Regions from separate parts of the Mus musculus genome. Here region 2 is linked to region 1. A link is a contact called in public promoter capture Hi-C data. All regions are on one chromosome and are shown on one strand. The core of a region is the stretch at or near the end of the contact, and the rest is flanking DNA. Distances in the headings are between cores, read along the strand shown. Region 1 holds the start of Dagla (diacylglycerol lipase, alpha). Region 2 overlaps Syt7 (synaptotagmin VII).

The links. Promoter capture Hi-C pulls out the DNA fragments that hold promoters and counts their contacts.
Region 2: a contact with region 1 is called in a promoter capture Hi-C map of hippocampal neurons, with 2.1 times the contacts expected there. A contact is called at or near these places in 18 of 39 promoter capture datasets (the 3T3-L1 cell line, the C10 cell line, the HPC-7 cell line and 10 more), 1 of 484 Hi-C or Micro-C datasets (cerebral cortex), 4 of 130 datasets of targeted methods (SST interneurons, bone marrow-derived macrophages, embryonic stem cells and 1 more) and 3 of 9 other capture datasets (adipose tissue, liver and pancreatic islet).

Annotation. Positions count from the first base shown.
Region 1 is chr19:10,300,274-10,306,918 of GRCm38.p6, forward strand. Dagla (diacylglycerol lipase, alpha) reads right to left here and starts at 4,604. Exons shown (of 20, transcript NM_198114.2): 1 at 4,548-4,604.
Region 2 is chr19:10,402,563-10,408,278 of GRCm38.p6, forward strand. The region is part of intron 1 of Syt7 (synaptotagmin VII); the gene reads left to right. Among named protein-coding and RNA genes, the nearest start is that of Syt7, 16 kb to the left of the region's middle.

The DNA of each region.
Region 1 (6,645 bases), core at 3,354-5,853:
CTTCATGACCTTCTTTGACTCCAACCCACAGCTGGTACTGAAGAAGTAACTACCTCCATATCCAATAGAAGCACCCCTAGAGGCAGTGCTTCCGAGCAGGATGGCTCAGCTATCTCTGTATCAGATATTGGAACCTGTTACCCCTCCCTGGTTCTATTCAGATCAGGATGTCATGCTGTTTGAAGGAATAGAATCTGACGAGAGAGCAAGAACCTTGACTGGGTAAATGCTCCCTGGATCCCAACGTGATCTCTGCTCCATGAGCTTTATAGGGTGAAATCCATATAAGAGGTTTGTTATCTCTGTCTTACAGATAAGAAAACTGAGGTGTGGAAAAGTACCAGTACTGAAATCTAGATGCCTGCCCTCAGCATCCAGACACACAATATCCACAGGCTATGATACTATCTGGACTGTCCCCGTTGGACTTCCAGGTGTTGGAGGAAGAGGTAGGAGGCAGGCGTGAATCACCCCCCAAACTCTCCAGTCACGTGCATGGAGGCCTTTGAGAGCCAGGCTCTTTCTAAAGAATACTGAGAAAGCAGAAGGGCTCCTCAGCAGACACCATCACAGAAAGCATGAAGCCCACCCTTCCATCCTGCCCAATCTCGAAGGCTCCCCCTGCATTGGGCCCTACTTTTTTCTCCTGCTGCAAAGCCCCACCCCACACACCCACTGACACCAGGCCAGCCAGACACCAGAGCCCACAGATTCCCACGCCACCAGCCGCTCACACCCCCTCAGCCCTCACTTCCCACAGACACATTTGCAGGCACACGTGGCTCCACACATGTGTACTCTCTGAAGAGCCCTGTGGTGAAAACAGCCCTGCCCTGCTTTCCCCAACCACAACCTGTGAAGCACCTCATGAAAACCACACCTTTGCCCCTGGCTACCCTGGTCCCCACCACATGATCTTTACTGGGCTCCTTAGCAGCAAAGCAGTCCCCACCAAAAATCAGCTCCCTGGGTCTTGGAAAGCCATGCCCATGCAGATACACCCCCATCCACTCCAACTCAAAGTGGTATCGGTATGAAAAAAAGAGAATCAAGATAAACATTTTTTAGCCCTGGCCTCTGGTAACCACATCCTCGGGTGTCCTGGATTCCGCGGTTCTGAAAGATTTATCTTCCCCTGACCACACGCTCATTGATGCTTCCCCAAGCGCCAGTTGCCCAGTCTGCTGGAGTGTAATGTTATGCTATTCTGGTGAGAAACTGAACTCGGATGGAGTGCTTGCCCAACAGGTGATGAATGCAGAGGTCCCCAGTCTGACCTGGAAAGGAGAAGGCGAGGGACAGAGTGGCTATCGGAAGCAGGCCACGCCTTTGGCTGCAGTAGGCTCACCTGGTGCTCCCGCCTCTGATCAATAATCTCTGGTCAGTAATGCGGGATTCCCTGGCAGCCCTCAGGCAGAGAAGCTGGACGTCGTGACTTATGGAACCAAGGAAGGAAAGGATGCCAAGAGCTGAGCACAGCAATTTTTAGAGAAACATGGACAGAGAAAACAGGAGTAAAACTGAAGACTGGAGTTGAAAACCTCAGCTCCAACGAGTGCCTTGCCCTCGAGGTCCACGTCTGTCACTAGACCCCTGCGTCTGATGGATTTGTCAAAAATCAGCATCTATGACCAAGCTGATCACCTGGCTAGGCTCCCTAATATATTCTCAAACCCTGGGGATAGCACAGAAAGCTCAGCTCTGCTTTGGGGAACAGAGGCCAACTCCTCCTCTCAGCATCATCTGATCTATCCCACCTGCTGCCCAGCTCCACTGTGCTGAGTCCCAGCATCCCAAGCAGATGGCAAGGGGTGGCTGGAAAGGGCCCTGGAGCCCCAAAACATAAGGGTGAGGCACAAATCAGAACACACAGACGGAGGTGTGGAGGGCAAGTGGAGGGGATATAAGTAGACTGAAGGCCTCCTCCTTAATAGATCTGTTTGACAGCAAGCTTTCCAGGCAGGAGGTGAAGTGCCAAGCACTATCTCCCCGGAGGTAGAAAGGCTCCTCAGGAAACATGCAGATAGCCAGGGCCACCCCTCACGCCAACCTGGGAACTGCCAAGAAAACACTCACCACACCAGGCTATGCCTAAGTGGCAGCTATGGGACAGCATGGAAACGTCAGCTCACCACACTTTTTACCTACTGTTCAACACTGCGGCGAAACACATGAGCAGAAAACTTTGTACCTCAGGAAACAAGCTTTTGCAGTGAGTTCGTGGTCATGGCGGACACTCACAAGGATGCTAGAGATAAAGGCCCAAAATAGAGCAATTTACAGTTCCCCTCACCTTCCCCACCTGGAAAGAGTGTTCAGCCAGAAGTTGAAGCACATCTTGGGACTTCTCACCATATTTATCCAGCCTTGGGATACACCCTTAAGGATGCTCATTGACTCTTTCCCTCCTCCATGTGTCTAAAGGATTCATTGTCCCCTATCCCCCTGCCCTACAGCCCCAGCCTCCCCTACAGGACCACTTGGTAGGAACCCTGACCCAGTTCACTTTCTTTAGGCCATGGTCTCCAGAATGCTGACGTGACAGCTCCCCACTCCCATTCTCAGAACCAAGGGAAATTCTCAAGAGAAAATACACTTTCCAAGTCTCCCTCCCACACAGATACCCTAGATCTGTCAGCCACAGACACCTCCCAGACCTTCCCAGATAATGAGGTGTGTGTGCAGCCCAAGCAAAGAGCTTCCTCCTGTGTGGGCCACTCCAGCAGAACTCCACACTTGCCATGGCCAAGTCCAGAACTAGAACCGTCCTCGGGAGACCCGGGGCCTGGTTCCAGCTCAGTAGCTGACTCACAGTGTCAACAGATCCCACATCCCCCCACCAGGAGCATATATCCTCTGGGTTTCTAATTTCCCATGACAAACCCTCAACCTATGTCTCCCTTCCTCCCCAGTCACATTCCATGCCTCTATTCCCAACCACCTTGTGTCTCTTGCCCTGATGGAAATCCCTGACCTTCGTATAGCCTCTTGCTGCTTATAGAATTCTCCACGCACAGTCTCCTTCATTCTGGGACCACTGGGATCACTGTGTGAAGTGACTCTTAAAGGTAACAACACCAGCTCAAGGTCACACAGCCAAAGACTGGAATTCAAGTTATCTGGCTCTAAAGACAGTGGACAACATGTCAGCTTTAGGGAACTTAACTCAGTTCCCTCAAAGGAGGGAGGCTTCTCCAAGCACCCATGTTGGCAAAGAAACACCCTTCTCATGCAAAGCTCAGCTCTTTGCTTCTACTTCTGTGCCTTCCCCCCCAAGAAACCCATAACACCCTGAAGTCTTCAACGTCTCTAGGGGTCTGCCCACTGATGCTCTGTGAAGTGGGACATCATGTGGCAATGAGAGGAGGAAGGAGATGGGGGCTGGGAGGGGGGAGAGATAGAGGGAGGGAGGGAAGGAAAGAGATAGAGAGATGGGGGACCTTCTCCAAAGCTTCTCAGAAGACTAGTTAGGATATATGCAATCTCCAAACACTCCCAGTAGCCACAGAACCATCTTCCACGCAGCCCAAAAGATACAATTCCCAGAAACCCAGTAGCACCGCCATCAACCAAGTGAAAGGAAGGGCCCAGGGACGACGTAGCCTGGGCTACTTCTCTATACCCTTCTGAGTCTCCTATAATCAGAAACAAGGACCACCAGTGAGAACCACCTATTCCTCCCATCTTCCTCCAAATGGGGGAGGACTCATGAGCCAGGTAAAGGTTCATAACTGAGCAGAGCTCTACCTGGGACAGCAACCAAGAACCTCATGGTAGACACATGGTGTCTCTTATTCTCATCCATCATAAAAAACACCAACCTTCTTCCAGCCTTCTGCCCCAAGGCCAGCACACCAACAGGCATTAATGCTGAGCCCCATGACAGAGACGTCGCCCCTACTGATCTCCCTGTAAGGGTGGGTATTTACCCTCTTATTTACCAGGGTCTGAGGGCCACCTGTCTTCCCTCACAGTATTAGTCATTCCAGGGCACTGCGCTAAGCCAAGGCCATTTCTCACAGCAGGGCCGGAGCCACTAGTCATGCCCAGGACATTGATTCTTTAAGCCCCCAGGACCATCACTCCAAACCATGTCAAGCCCAAGGCCAGAACCATGCCAACCAACATCCAAGCAATGGCAGCACTTTCTCACACCCATGCCCACCGCACCATCACGGCCCAGCATCAGCTGGCCACCCACCAGCACCAGCTGCGTGCATCGCCCTCCTGTACAGAGGGTGCACCCTCCTCACACCTGGGCGGCCACCGCTACACCAAGGCGGGGGTGAGTCTTCTGACACCCTCGCCAGGAAAAATCACGCTGCCCGTGCTGTATCCACGTTGCCCACGCCCGTGCCATGCGTGTCACCATCCCCACGCCGGTGGCCCGGGGCTCCGCGGACCTCACACCTGCCACGAGCGCGCGTGGCAGCCGCACCTCCGCCCGCGGACCTGTCGGACCGGCCACCGCGCGCAGTGGACATTGCCCAGCCCGCCACGCCGCTCGCAGAGCTCCTGCGCCCGGGACTCGGCCCGGGCCCCCTTACCTCCGGCCCGCCGCAGGGCTCGGCCCGCCGCGGCCACTGCGACCGCCACCTCCATCCTGGGCTCCCCAAGGCCCCTATTCACTAACGTTGCTTCCGCAGGGCGCCGGCGCCGGCGCGAAGGCCGCCTCCGCCCCCCGGGGGACGCTGCGTCCTTTACGTAAACCCCACTCCGCCGCCAGCGGTGACCATGGCGACGGCCGTGGGGCGGCAGCGCCCCCTAGCGCCAGGGAGGGGAGAGGCGCGCAGGCCCGAGGTGGTGGAGCCCTGGATCCCCGCGCGTGGGGGCGGTGGGCGCGGGGCTGAGGCCTCCACGGGGGTTCCGTGGGCAGACGAAAGGGGTTGGACCGTGGGCACTGAACAGGGGCACGGTAGCTGCTTGGGTTCCCCTCCTTCAGGTCCCGCGTGACAGGGTTTAGCGTGGGAGATGAAAAATAGCAAGTAGGATCACCGGAGAACTGGTTTGTTTGGGGGAGGAAAGGAGAGAGATGGGTTCCACCTCCTTCAGGGGACCTAGCAGCGTCTTGAGGAGTTGGGACACATCTTTATCTATGTCCTCCTCTTCCCCCCTACTCTCACCCTCCTCAACACCCAGCATAGTGCCTGACAGCAAAAGGGGAGTTTGATCAATTTTGATTTTCTGATAAATGAAGAAAATCGCCCCTCCTGTTCTCCTTCACACACGCCCATCCATTCATGCGCAAGTCGCTCAACTCGCCTTCCTGAAAGCTGCTTTTTGGCAGGGACACAGCTATGCTGGTGTTCTGGGTTGAGTCTGGGGAGTGGGTGGGAGCAGGCTTGCCCTTAGAGATATCAGGTCACATGGGGGCTAAGCTAAGAGCTGCAGCTGCACAGGGGGTCATAGGTAAGATTGGATCTAGCGGTCATGATGATGCAATCAGTTAAGTCTCCAAAGTCGAGCAGAAAGATATGAGAGGTCGAAAGGAAAGTAACGCAGAAAGCAAGCGTGTGAAATGTTTCCTGGGCTCAGACGTCATTCTGAGAATGACGTCAGGATGATTGACTTGTTCTGTAGGCCTGGAGGACATAGGTGGACATCTGACTGAAAGTGAAACCCTGCATCCGGGACAGACTTCTCCTCGTTGCAGAGTTCAGCCCCTCGCCAGGCAATTCGGTAGCATCTACGGTTATTGCAAAGATAAGCTCTGGCTTAGGTAAAGAAAATGGATTTGGGGAACAAATATGAGCACTTCAAGAATTCCTGGAGAGGAGCTCCCGATGTCTCAGGAAGTTCAGAAATCTGGGGAGGCCTGGGTTCAGGGACGTTATCTCTAGATTGTCATGGTCCATTCAAACCACACAGTTGGAGATAATATCTCTTGCTTCAAAGTCCCAGACACCTGGAAGAAAGAATTATATTGGTCCTGTGAACCATGGTAGATCAACTGATGCCAGGCAGAAAGGACTCTGCAAAATCAGCTCTTTTCCTTACTCACCAAAGTTCCTAATGGAGAAAGCATGCCCACGTGGCCATCCCTAAATAGTCTACTACAGTCTACCCCTTAGCTGTCCGGCACATAGAAAACTACACAAGTTCCACACACACACACACACACACACACACACTCGCACACACACTCACACACACACACACACCATCATCATCACCACCATCACCATCATCATCATCCCCATGTATCCAATCCTCGACAAACCAGTTCTGACCAGTTCTATAATGTGGGAGGCTAATACTACTGGGATTCTCAAGGTGATGTCCTGTTCTTGGTCAGCTGCATCAGTGAGCCCCATGTAGGGCATCCCACACCAGGATTATTCACTGCTACTAACATAATCTCTGAACTCTTTCAGCTAGGTATGTGACACGGACAAGGACATGCCGTAGGGAAGCTTACTAGAAATTCCGAGCCTCAGACCCAAGATCTTAGCTTGATTACAAAACCCTCAGGGGATCTCTGTGCATGTGAAAGTTTGGGAAATTGTCATTGTGAAACTAGGGGAAAGGGGAAAGGGAAAGGTAAGAAAAAGCGATTTCAATCTTGATCATTCCCATCAGACACTAAACATCTAATGCTCTATTTTGAGCATACATGAGATCCCGGGTGCAATCACCAACCCCCAA
Region 2 (5,716 bases), core at 594-3,093, 100 kb after region 1:
CCGCCCAGCTCCTCACTTTAGTCTAGGGAAGGGCTGGGAGAAGCATCTCCTTCAGGTGGCTGTGAGGTAAGGAGCCTCTGCCCCGAGGGAAGCAAATTATAGGCATTTTCTGGCCACGTAGTGGGAGGAAAGGTTGATGTTTGTCAAGTCAACACCACCCACCACCTAGAGGAGGAAATAGCAAGTTTTGCTTGGTGCAGTTTGGTTGAGTTCAGTCTGCATTGTGACCAGGGCAGCACGGCATCTAACCAGACCAAGGCAAGGACAGACTAGTTGGAGCGTGCTTATGTTGGGCAATGATGCAAGCTCAGCATGCCAGATTGCCCTGGGAGCGGTGAGGGGGCGGCGGGGGCCAAGCCGTCTGCCGCTTCTTCCCTGTGCTCCTGCACCACCACTGGGGACCTTCTGTGCTCCTGCTCTGAGTGCAGGTTCCAAGACTGCCACCAGGAGGCAGTGTGGCAGGCTGCCCTAGAGGGAAGTGGGTGCGGTCTTTTGTATTGGCGGAGAGACTTGTGACTCGATGGGACCACACCATCTAAAGAAAAGGAGTTCTGGAGGTCTTCTCATGGCTTCAGCTGGGGTTTGGTCAGGAAGGAACTGACAAAGAGAAAGCTACAGCACTGTAATTGTGAGAAGGTTCTAGTCTCTTGCGTCTTCCTCTCTAGGAACAATCAGAGGGGCGGAGTAGAGGAGGTCACAGTTCTGAGACAGAGGAGTGTTCAGCACCAAGGACAGGGATATCCGGGCCACATCTGTTTCAGTACCAAGGGCAGCACCAAAGCACCGAGTCACTCAGTCTTCCAAATCACTAACCCTGTGACCGATATCTTGTAATATAGTGAAATAACACACTAGGGAATCTCAAACACCCTAAGGTCTAGCGACAAGGCTGAGAACAGAGAGGTGAGTGAGTAGCCCAAGGTCACACAGCTGATGCGTAGTAGAGCTGGATTCAGATCCCCAGCAGTGTGGAGTCCCTCTCTAACTACCTCTTTCCTTCTTAAACATCTCTGGAAGGTGCTTCTTCAAGAGCCCTTGAGCTGGCAAAGATTAAGTGTACTCCCCACCCCAAACCCTAGCCGAGGATTTGAAATTCAGGATGGATGAGTGAGTCCTCCTGTGGCCTTGGTGGCTCCAAGCCTCAGGTGGGAGGAAGTCAGAGAGGACAGGTGCCCTTCCTGGCCCATAACGAAGCCTATAGCCTGGGGAGGTGGAGCTGAGTCATCAGTACTGAAGAACTGTGCAGTGCTCTGAGATCCTCCAATGAGATACAACGTAGCGTTTCAGCCCCGGCCTCTGAGCTGCCGTGTATTATTAATAACAATAAGATGCTGATTTAGGCCAAGGCACAACAATGCATTATTCATAGGAGTAACTAGTGGTCATGGCTTGTACTTAATCATCACACATCCCTGACCCTGCCCCCGCTCCACACTCCTGCTGGAGAGGCCCTTCCTGTGAGCTCCTCCTTTCTTGGGTTCCTGCTGTCTGATGGATGTGATCGTTTTCATGGCTACCCAGGCAGCTCATCAGCTTTGGGAACAAGGTGGGCAGAGAGAGCAGCAGGTTCCTGGATCACTTGGCTAGATACCCTACACAGATCTGACACTTGAACCTGTCCATCCTGAATGGCCTTGATCCCGGTGGCTTCTGGCCTCGGCAGATCTTTGTGATCTGCAGATGGCCTGTCTCCCTTCCTATTCTTTTGAGGCTGAAGGCCAGCACACAGCAATTCCATGCCTCCTTAAGCCAGGAATTGTGGGAGGTGAGAGTGGCTGTGGTGTGGGGAGGAGGTTACTGGACAGAGGATGCCCTCCTGACCTCCATTAAGTGCGGTAATGGATGTGAAACCTTTGGTAAGCTGTCCAGCACTCCACAAACTGTTCCACACAGTACAAATGTGAGCTGTTATTCCCCAGGCCGTGATGATGTCTGCCCAAAGAGAGAGCAGAAATAGGGAAGGTGTGGATAAGACCCTGTAGCTTGCCTCGCAGGCCTCACCCCCTGCGGAGGAGTCTGAGTGTTGTGCATCCTGACGTGTTCCTATCCAGTTCTTGCTGGACCAGCTCCTGGCCCATCCGGATAATCCTCCATTCGCTGTTTACTCACTTGGCACCTCTTCTGAATTCTAAACTGTCTGCATGCAGCCGGCCTCTGCGGCCCCTGCCAGCATGCTCGCCCTAGCTCACTCACGCATTATCTGTTTTTATTACAGTCAAGGTTGAGAAGACTTGCTTGTGTTAAGCCCCTATTTTCAGTTACTTGTAACTTTCCAAAACAGTTCCCCTCAGGCTTTCTCTTGTTCTTGCCCCAGGTGAGTCCCAAGGTGTTGTGGGCTTCCTGAAGGACGCTTAGGGAGGATGTCCAGGAGGGCATGGGGGAGGGCAAGATCCAGCTTTCCTTGGAAAGGCATGCTGGGCTCTCTCCCCCCCCTTTTCCTTTTCCTTTTCTCCCACCCATCTCATTTTCTCTTCCCCTTGCAAGGAGAGAGCTGCCAGGCTCCAAGGTGGGTGGCCTGGAAGGAGGATTTTCAGAGTGAAGAGAGGACATAAAATTCTACCGAATGCCAAGCAGCAGGGTTTTGCCTGCCTGCTTGGGCTTCAGGGTTTGGCTCAGTTGTTCTGTCTTCCTTTCTCACCACATCTTGGCTTTCTGGTGTGTATTGGGTTAGAGGAAGAAGGGAGGTGACACAAGTACCCCAAATGTCCCTTCTCCATGTCCACATCACCTACCCCAGGCTGGTAGGCTCAGTCTACTTGTAAATGCCGCCCCTCCCCAATTTCCATATGCTCAGCATTCATTTGGAAGGGGGCTTTATGTGGGAAGCCCTGATTCCAGCTTTCATGGTTTTCTGCCTTGAACGGCATCCTGGGGGCTGAGGGAAGCACTGCCTAGTGCAGGATCAGGTGGGAGGAGGTGGGCTCAGGATGGGAAGGTGCTGGCAGACTAGACCCAACCACCCCCAACACTCTGCGCTCACTCTCGCTCATTCCCTCCCTCCCTCTTCCTCTCTCTCTCTCTCTCTCTCTCTCTCTCCCCCTCTCCCCCCCCTCTTCCTCTCTCTCCCTCTCCCCCTTTCTCATAGTGTCTGTGCCCTAATCAGTACCAGTGACAGAGCTCTGGGCAGGGTCTCAGACTACTCTGTTCTTTCCACTCCCAGCTAGCCCAGCGTCTGGCCCCAGCTTCTTCTGGGACTTCTTCTGAGCCTCTACCAATTGAGAATGCTTTATCAGGCCAGCACCTGGGGGAAGATCTGTAAGCAACCTATGCCAGAGGGGGGTCTGAAGTGCTGAGGAAAGTCAGCTATGGCTCTGTCTGGGCAGTTCTTGAGAAGGAGACCTGTCTTAGTTAGGGTTTCTATTGTTGTGGTTAAAACAAAAAACAAACAAACAAACAAAGCCAGGCAGTGGTGGCACAAGCCTTTAATCCCAGCACTTGGGAGGCAGAAGCAGGTGGATTTCTGAGTTTGAGGCCAGCCTGGTCTACAAAGTGAGTTCCAGGACAGCCAGGGCTACACAGAGAAACCCTGTCTCAAAAAATAAAACCAAACAAACAAACAAACAAAAAACCCACCATGACCAAGAGCAGCTTGGGGAGGAAATGGTTGATTTTTATCTCACAGGTCCATAGCACAGTTTATCATTGAAAGAAGTCAGGGCGGGAACTCAAGTCAGGAACCTAGGGGCAGAAGTCATGGAGGGACACTGCTTACTAGCTTGCTCTCCATGCCTTCCTCAGCTTGCTTTCTTGTACTGTCTAGGGCTACCTCCCAGGGGATAGCACCTCAGTGGCCTGGGCCCTCCGACATCAATTATTAATTAAGAGAATGCTCCACAAGCTTGCTCATAGGCTAGTCTGGTGGGGGCATTTCTCAGTAGAGGTTCCCTCTTCTTAAATGATTTTAGCTTGTGTCAAGTTGACAAAAAACAAACAAACAAAAATCTAGCCAGGACAAGCCCTTCCCCTAACTTCTTTATCCAGTGTCCAGTCTCTCTCTTCCCTCTAGCCATGGAGTGTTTTAAGAAACAACATCCCTAGAGTAGAATAGAGGAGAGCCATGGGACATAGGTCCTGAAGACCTCATGTCCTATCTGCTTTGATCTCTCTCTTGTTATGTGTTCCAGGGCAGGCTCTGAGTCCTTCTGACTCTCAGTTTCCTTCACTGTAAAATGGGCATCAGAGATTTACTTTCATTCAGGTGTAGTGACCTCATTCCTTTAGTCCCAGAACTCAAGAGGCAGAAGCAGGGTCTCTATGAATTCGAGGCCAGTCTGGTCTACATACTGAGTTCTAGGACAGCCAGAGGTACACAGAGAAGCCCTGTCTCACATACACTCCTCAAAAGGAGATTTGCTTTCAAATAAGTACTGAGGGCTGTGGACCTGACTCATGTTATCAACAACTATTACTGAAAGTACTTGGTAAGAAGGTCAGTGGCGCCGGGCGATGGTGGTGCACGCCTTTAATCCCAGCACTTGGGAGGCAGAGGCAGGCGGATTTCTGAGTTCGAGGTCAGTCTGGTCTACAAAGTGAGTTCCAGGACAGCCAGGGCTACACAGAGAAACCCTGTCTTGAAAAAAAAAAAAAAAAAAAAAAAAAAAAGAAGATCAGTGGCATGCAAGCTGGGGGTGGCAGAAGAGCCTCCAGGAAAGGGGACAGTCCAGGTAAGGATGAGAAGGAGTAGGCACAGACAGTATGCATGTCACCATCTATGGGTACATATGTGAGTGAATTTTGGTAGGGGAGTCTGTGTGTAGATTTCTGGTGGACCCCATAGTCCTCCTATAGCATGATCTGTGCTACATGAGCAATAAGAAGAGAGGGCATTACCTCCATGGCCTTGGTTGAGGGAACAGATCTATGCCCAAGAAAAAGGAATGAGATATGTCAGTTAGTTCTTCTTGGAGAAAGACACCCACTGCTTTGTTCTTGGGGAGGGCTTCCTGAGGGAAGAGGTCTTTCCTGGAACTGGATGGTTGCAGGCATTTATTTAGTAATTATCTCCACAGCATCTCTGTGGATGTTTCGCTGCAGAGATCATGATCTGGGGTCTCAGCCCTCCAGGTACTTCCAGCGTGGAAAGGATATAGAGAGCTAATTATGAGAGATCTATAGAGAGCCATAGAGAGAGCTCACCCAAATGGTGAGCTATCATAGTTCCAGTATATAGAAAGGCTTATGGGAGGGCTGGGGAGGTAGCTCAGCAGTTAAGAGCACTGGCTGCTCTTCCAGAGGATCCGGGTTCAATTCCCAGCACCCACACTAACTCACTACTCTAATTCCAGTTCCAGGGGATCTGATACCTTCACACAGGAAAACATGGTTGCATATGAAATAACAATAAACAAGTTTAAAAACCTCAAAAAAATACAAGAAAGAAAGAGGGGGAGAGAGAGAGAGAGAAGGAAGGAAGGGAGGGAGGGAGGGAGGAAGAAATGAAGGCTTATGGGAGTCATAAAGACCATCTTTGGTCAAGTACCTTGAAGAAAAGACCGTAAGTACCAATCATTCAATCAACTTGACACAAACCTAGAATATCTAGGAAGAGGTAATCTTAAGCAAATGCCTTCATTCAGATTGCCTGTAGGCAAGTCAGTAGAGCATTTTCTTAATTAATGATTGCTGTGTGAGGGCCCAGTCCACTGAGGGTGGTGCCACCCCTGGGCAAATGGTCCTGTGGTGCATAAGAAAGCAAACTGAGCTAGCCAGGAGGAGT